Linked DNA regions of Rattus norvegicus: region 1 is linked to region 2. The links are chromatin contacts, called in public Hi-C maps. All regions are on one chromosome and are shown on one strand. Each heading gives the region's core, a stretch centred on a gene start, on an enhancer-like site or on the middle of the called end of the contact. The rest is flanking DNA. Distances are from core to core; before and after follow the strand shown. Region 1 overlaps Ccdc169 (coiled-coil domain containing 169). Region 2 has its middle 20 kb from the start of Ccna1.

What was found. A called contact is a pair of places that touch in the nucleus more often than the background predicts.
Region 1: a contact with region 2 is called in a Hi-C map of Schwann cells, with 6 times the contacts expected there. The contact joins two enhancer-like sites. A contact is called at or near these places in 9 of 12 Hi-C or Micro-C datasets (the A7r5 cell line, the Rat2 cell line, Schwann cells and 5 more).

The regions. Positions count from the first base shown.
Region 1 is chr2:141,481,638-141,485,238 of GRCr8, forward strand. All of the region lies in intron 4 of Ccdc169 (coiled-coil domain containing 169), which reads left to right. Among named protein-coding and RNA genes, the nearest start is that of Ccdc169, 12 kb to the left of the region's middle. Within about 2 kb of position 1,759, at least 5 of the 93 cell types and tissues checked have an H3K27ac peak or open chromatin away from gene starts, as enhancers often do. A contact at or near this core is called in Schwann cells, where this site is marked.
Region 2 is chr2:141,411,506-141,414,669 of GRCr8, forward strand. It overlaps a transcript of Ccna1 not described here. Among named protein-coding and RNA genes, the nearest start is that of Ccna1, 20 kb to the left of the region's middle. Within about 2 kb of position 1,471, at least 6 of the 93 cell types and tissues checked have an H3K27ac peak or open chromatin away from gene starts, as enhancers often do. A contact at or near this core is called in Schwann cells, where this site is marked.

The sequences.
Region 1 (3,601 bases), core at 509-3,008, 70 kb after region 2:
TGAGACAAAAGCCTAAGTGATGTGCTGAAAGGGAAAAAGGCACTTAGGGGGAAGAATATTAATACAATTCTCAGCTGAGTTTGTAGGATCAGTATTGTAATAGTAATTATTTTCCTTAATTAAACATACGAGGTATGTAAGCGAATCTCCTTTGTCAGACATCGAGTGAGATAAAGCTAAAAGCTGTCTGTAGCAGGTAATACTGAGTGTAAACGGAGGCAGGGCTTGCCCAGGTCCACCCAGCCTAACGTGGACTCAGCCACACTCACCCTCTCCAGTCCCGCCACACAGAGCTAACACTCGAGTTTTCAGCAGCTACTGGCAGAGCGATATGTACTTTTATAGGCCCCTAGGGTTTTTCTGTTTTTGTTTTTGTTTTTTTGAGTAACTGTCATTCCTTAGTCAACAGTACAGAGAAACTTGTCATTTTTGTTAATGACAAATTGAGGAAAAATTAGCCTATTTTCCTACATTTCTGTTACCTCTGACCTAGAATATTTAAATGTCTTTGAAGGTCAGGAAAATACCCTTCCTCCTTCTCTCTGAAATTGGAAAAACCAGACTTTTCTCTCCTCTGGTGGCTCATGTCGCCATCTTGTGGCACTTTTAGATATGGCTGCCTTCCTTAGTTTACAGGGAGAATTTTAACAGGAAATATATATGTAGTGTGACCTGTAAAATACTCCTCAAGGAAGCAAACTGGCTGGTCACCTGCTTCTCCATGCCTGGACCTTGCCCTCAGAACGGCTCTGTAGCTCATATAAGGAACATTTAAGATTTAAGCATTTCTTCTTGGTGACATAGAGAAGAAGGTTTCTGAGCAGCAAGGATTGGGAATCTGGTAACAAGGATCAAGAAACAAGGCCCGTGCTCATGGAAGTGTTCTTGCTCACCAAGAACTGAGCAGCAAGCACTGAGACCTGAGTGCTGTTGACTCAGTCTCTCGATCACCCATCCCTAAGGAGCAAAGACAGGATGTCTTAGTTTTCAGAAGAAAGGACAGAATTGGTGTTGCTCAGACATAATAATTACACACACACACACACACACACACACACACACACATATGCGTGTGATATATATATATGTGTGTGTGTGTGTGTGTTAAAATTAGTTTTTTTGGGTTGGACTACGAATACAACATCTCAACATTTCTGACTTTAGAAAAGGTTTATCTTACTCTTTTATTTTTGAGTATGAGTGTGTGTCTGCATGGGTTCATGGGTAGCATGCATGTGCAGTGCCCAGAGAGGTAAGAGGGCACTGGGTTCCCTGGAGCTGGAGATCCTGCGGTTTTGAGCCTCCTGATGTGCATGCTGGGAACTGGACTCCGGTGTTTTACTACAGCATGAAGGACTTTCCCCAGCCAAACATCTCTCCAGCCCCTCCCAGTTTGTGCCTGTCTTTGTCATGAATCATCAGTCTTAAGGCGCAACTCCCACCGACATACTCACAGACTGATGCCAGTTAGCCTGAGTGCCAATTTTGTTTCTACAGCCCTATTGACAAGCAAGTTCACGTTTTGCATAAGGTGTACTAAGTGGCTTTGTCAACTGTATCATGAAAGGATGAACAAAGGAATCTTCAGTTACAAAAGCAGGATATAGAATTCCCATTGTCCGCCTGGCTATGGTAGACCTATGATCATTCCATGCACCCACTAATTTGCATTCTCCCCGAAGATCAGAGCAGTTTACTTGCAGACGGGTACATCAAACCAGAGAGAAGTTAACAAATGTGCTATATAGTGTAATAATTAGGTTTGTCCACAAGGGGGCACTTGTAAGGTCAGTGTGAAGAACCTTCTATCGGGGCTGAGGGGTGTCTGGGTTAACTGAGTCATATTGTTGTTTCTCTCTCTTAAAACCTGGAGCGGGGTGTTTTAATTTGTAGCTAGCTCCCTACCTCTGCCTGTTATTGCTATTGTTGAATTCTTCAGTGCAACAATTAACATTAGTTTTGAGAAAAAAATAGGTGGCTGTTAGGGCTTCTTTTCTGCCTGGGATGGAGGAGTAGGCTTTTTTTCTTCTTTTTACTTAAATCCTGAGTATATTTTACTTCAGGTATGCAAACACAGCCCTGCAGCGCAGCCTTTTCAAAGCAAATTAAAGCAAAAATGCAGGTGGAAAATGGTTAATTAAAATGCTAAGAAGCAACTGTTGTCAAAACCAGTTCCTCATAGAAGCAGCGCGAAAGCTTGGTGTCTATTTTGGGAATTTCGTCTCCAGGAGCATCTTTAGCTGTGGTTTGTCTTTGCTGGACAATTTTCTGGTTTGTGTCCATTGATTTCTGCAAACAGATACACCAGCTTGGGAAAACCAGAAACATTTCCGTCAGTTTATTTCAGAAAGGTCAGGGCCTCCTGTGGATGTTGGCACAGGTCCACCCTCTGATAAAAATCACTTCCCAAATATTCAGGTTAGTAAGTTTGTCATCAGGAAAAATCAAAATCCAGAGTGGACCCTAACTTTATTTTGGAATAATTTAGTACTTTTCAAGGATTTCTTTTGCTGAATAGAGTAATTATCCTGTAGTGGTCTAGGCTCTCGGATATTTGATGACAGTGGTGTTCTAGAGAAATCCAGAACAAGGTCTTGGTTTCTCCAATGCAGAACTAATTTTGATGCTGGTCTAATGCCCACCGGACTGCTGAGCAAAGCTTCGTGTCTGAGCTGTGCTGTAATTTTAAATCAGTGTGTGTGTGTGTGTGTGTGTGTGTGTGTGTGTGTGTGACTCGTGCATGAGAGGGGGCAGAGCTCATAGCAGGTAGAGGAAGGAAAGTAAAGATGCAGCCCGGGACCCCCCATCCCCCGCCACACACGCACAGCTGGAGCCTGAGAACACGCCTTGTTCTGTGTGGGCTGTGTGGAGGCAAGGGACAGGAGAAGGTAATGGAGGAAGTCAGGGCAGGACGGAACAGACGACTGATCCGAAGCTGCTGGTTAACATGGGAGATGAGCGCACAGTCAGATGGGGAAAGCAGTGGATTCCTAAGCTCAGACAGCAGGGTGGGTGGTCTATCTCAAGCCTGGTTTGTTTAAGGATTCCTAGTTTGAGTGTGGATTGTCACTGAAATGGCAGCTCTGCTGTGCCTCTCGGATAGAATGTTCTCTTTTAGCCAACACTCTGCTGTGGAGTAAGCGAGGGGGACAGAGGCAGAGCAGTGTGTGCGTGTGCGTGCGCGCGCGCGAGTGTGTGTGTGTGTGTGTGTGTGTGTGTGTGTGTGTGTGTGTGTGGCCTGGACTCTGACAACGCTTTGTTTTTTATTTATTTTTTTCTTTTCTTTTTTTTTTCGGAGCTGGGGACCGAACCCAGGGCCTTGCGCTTGCTAGGCAAGCGCTCTACCACTGAGCTAAATCCCCAACCCTGTTTTTTAATTTTTAGTGGAAGACTGTAGTTTCTCAGTTTTGGATTCGTTCTTATATACCCTCCCATTGCCAATGTAGGCCCTTGATTTTTTTTTAATTAAAAAATTCACAATCTCTTCTCATCTAGTCCAAACCAACAGCTGATGTAAAGTTGGAAAACCACGCTTAGTGGTTTTTGACAAGGAGCGTATTAGGATACAAATTTCGTAAGTGAAACCATAATGTTGGTTTGG
Region 2 (3,164 bases), core at 221-2,720:
TTCTTTCTCTGATTCCTTCAACGGCCTCCCAAGTTTTTAACCTCCCAATTCCATACTCTCTTTTTATAATTAGTGTTAACCCTCTGAGTCCAATTAGGCTCCCACACACCCATGGGCCTGTGACCATCCATTCCACAATGGGGAACTTACTAGTGGCCATATGGCTCTCCCTTCCCAAGTAGCAGTCACCTACTGGCTCCTCAGGTAGTAGTAGGGGGCTAGGAAAATAGGGTCTGTCACAGTATCTAACAGAGACCTGGTCCCAGTGCTCACAGAATTTGAAATCTAACCCTTATTTCCAATGGTGCTTACAACTGTTTTAACTTCTACATTCAACAGCCGATTTAAAACTTAGTCATCCATGCTGAACCTCCTGGAGATGTCTTGTTCCCATCTGTCATGACCGAGCCTTCCAGGTCTGCTCCTCCTTGCTGCCCATGTCGGAGAATCATCTCTACTCAGGACATAAGTTCTGTCTGGCTCAACATCCCTGTGTAACCCCAAACATTAGCAGCAATGAAATTCTAAGATCCTTTCCCTGCCCTTCACCTCTCTGACCAACAACCCTTGCCTGCAGGAAACATGGACTTTCTGTGATGCTTAGAACGTTTTTTGTTTTGTTTTGTTTTGTTTTTCGGTGATAAAAAACAAACAAAAAGTAACAACTCTTTTTTGCTAACTTATTTTGTTATGCTTAGTGGAGGAGAATGGAGTGGGTTTTGTTCATTTGTTCGTTCGTTTTGTTTGTTTCCTGTTAAAGGATACCTTTCAAAAGCAAGAAGTCTTAAATAAAGCTGGAGAGAAGCCTCAGGGCATCTGGCTGCTGTTCCAGCAGGCCAAGGTTTGGTTTGCAGCATGCACATGGTGGTTCATATCCATCTAAAACTTCAGTACCAGGGGAATCTTCTGGCCTCCTTGGGTACTGCCCACATACTTATGGATACATAATACAAGTAAAAACTGCTTTTGAAGTAATTATTAATGTATTAATATTATATTCAATATAATCTATGTAACTAAATCCATACTAACCAGTCCACGTAATCGTTTATGAATTTATCTCTTCTGTTACCATCTATTATCTTTATGTGTCCAAAAAGTTTTGCATGCAGTTTTCATTTAGACAATGGAAATTAGCTCGCAAGTAGGGTTATCAATAATCAGCATGTATAATGTTTTAGAATACTTTTCCTCAATATGTTTTTGTGAAGTCCATGAGTAATGCAATCTGGGATTGTTTGACTTGTTGGTTTTTTTTTTAACTTGGATTACAGGCAAGCACCAGCTCATTGTCATCCATCGCTTCTCTAAATCACCAGCTAACCACTCTGAAGAGTTGCAGGAGAGCCCGTGCAGACTGTCACAGAGGAAAAATTTCACAAGTACAGTCCACTGCTTCTTTGTGGTGCTGGGTACGGGACCTTGGGCCTTGTTTATGGCAGACAAGTTCCTGGCCCTCAGTCATGCTATGGCATGATTAACAGCTGAAGAAAGTGACGTGGACACAAGGCCCATTGAACAAAGATTCCACAGAGGTAACTCAATGACGTTAATTTAGATGGTTCCAGCAAAGAAACAATGGACCTTTGGTGGGGAAACTGTTCCTGGCAGCCTGTGATGTGCTTACAGCTCCAAGGTTGTGTACCAAGGCTCAGGCGCTCCTGTGTTGAAAGGCCCAGAGCTGACACATGCCCTTAGCTTGGAAAAGAAGCACAGAGCCCAGGCTCCTCTGTGAGCTCAGCCATACCATAAGCTCCCTGCACATGCTGGCAACATTTAATGCTCAATTAGATAGACTTGTAATGCTTTTATGACTCTTAGTACATATGGTTGCACACACCCAGAATAATGCAATCGAGAACGTGAAAGTCTTTTACCTTAAAATGGAGGGCAAACATGTCCTTTGAGTCTCTGCACAGTGCCCAGTGTTAGAAAGATGGCATCAGTGTCTTCCTGTAGGCTGACAAAAACAACTACTTCTAAAAACTACACTGGCTGACTGTGACTATTAAGTTAGTTGATTTTTACATAGGAAACTGTATACAGCAGTCTGTGGTTGAAAATTAGTAGGCGGCATGATTGGTCTTCAAGACGAGGAATTAAATTGAGATTGAACCCCCGCTCCTGAATGAGGACCATTGTTTTTAAAAGGGCAGATTAAAGTCAACCTCAAAGTTGGTCTCCTTTCCCCGTGATCTAAGGAACATTAATTAGTATGACGGTTTGCTAATTAAAACTTTCAGGATTAATTAAATACAAAGCTTAGTCTTCACAACCGTTCCAACTCTGCACTGCCCTCCTGGTGCGGTCGATTGGAGTGTGCCACCCACTGTGACTTTTGTGGGTGTCTGTGATAAATTCCATTCTGACAGAGCTATTTAATTCTGTGTTATTAGCCAACCAGTGTCTAAGACCAGCTAGACCTTTGTGAAGATTATATATTTATGCTTCGTGCTCTGGGTGTCTGAATTTACACCTCTTGGGAACATGAGCTCTTCAACAATGAAAAGGCTGATTAAAGCTTAATAAAAACTGCCAACTTAATGAGATGGGTCCCTCAAGAGATAATTTCCCTCGCCAGATTTTAGGAATGATATAGAACTCACTTTCAAATGTTTATCTGCAGACGCTTTTTGGATCCATTTACACCGGGGACATATCAAAGAAACTCTGGGATGAATAGCTTTGGAAGTGGAAGGCTTTGGGTTCTGTTGGTTCTGCTGCTGTCTGTTGTCACAAGGTAAAAAGAAGCATCTAGAACACGTACCAGCTCCCAAAAGCACAAGGCATCTAAATTTATTCTGAAAAATTAGAATAGGTGAAGCTGTTTAGATATTATTTCTATTTATTGTGCAGTCATTTTACAACTCAAACACTATCTTTTGGACAATTTAGTTGATAAAAATACTTATCTTTGAAACAAGCCACTGTTCCCAAATGAAACAATGATGCTTTCTTGATTTTTTTTTAACTTGACTGCATGGATCTAATGAAAATGTCACAGGTATCCTTGAGAGGTCAACAATGAAGGAGAAAAGCTAACTGAAATAGTCAGATGCGAATAACTGAGTGGGCAGGATTCTTTCAAAACCCTTCTGCCACAGAACACTTCGATACCAGAGAAATCACACGCACAGGCACATAAACAAGCACATGCTCACACA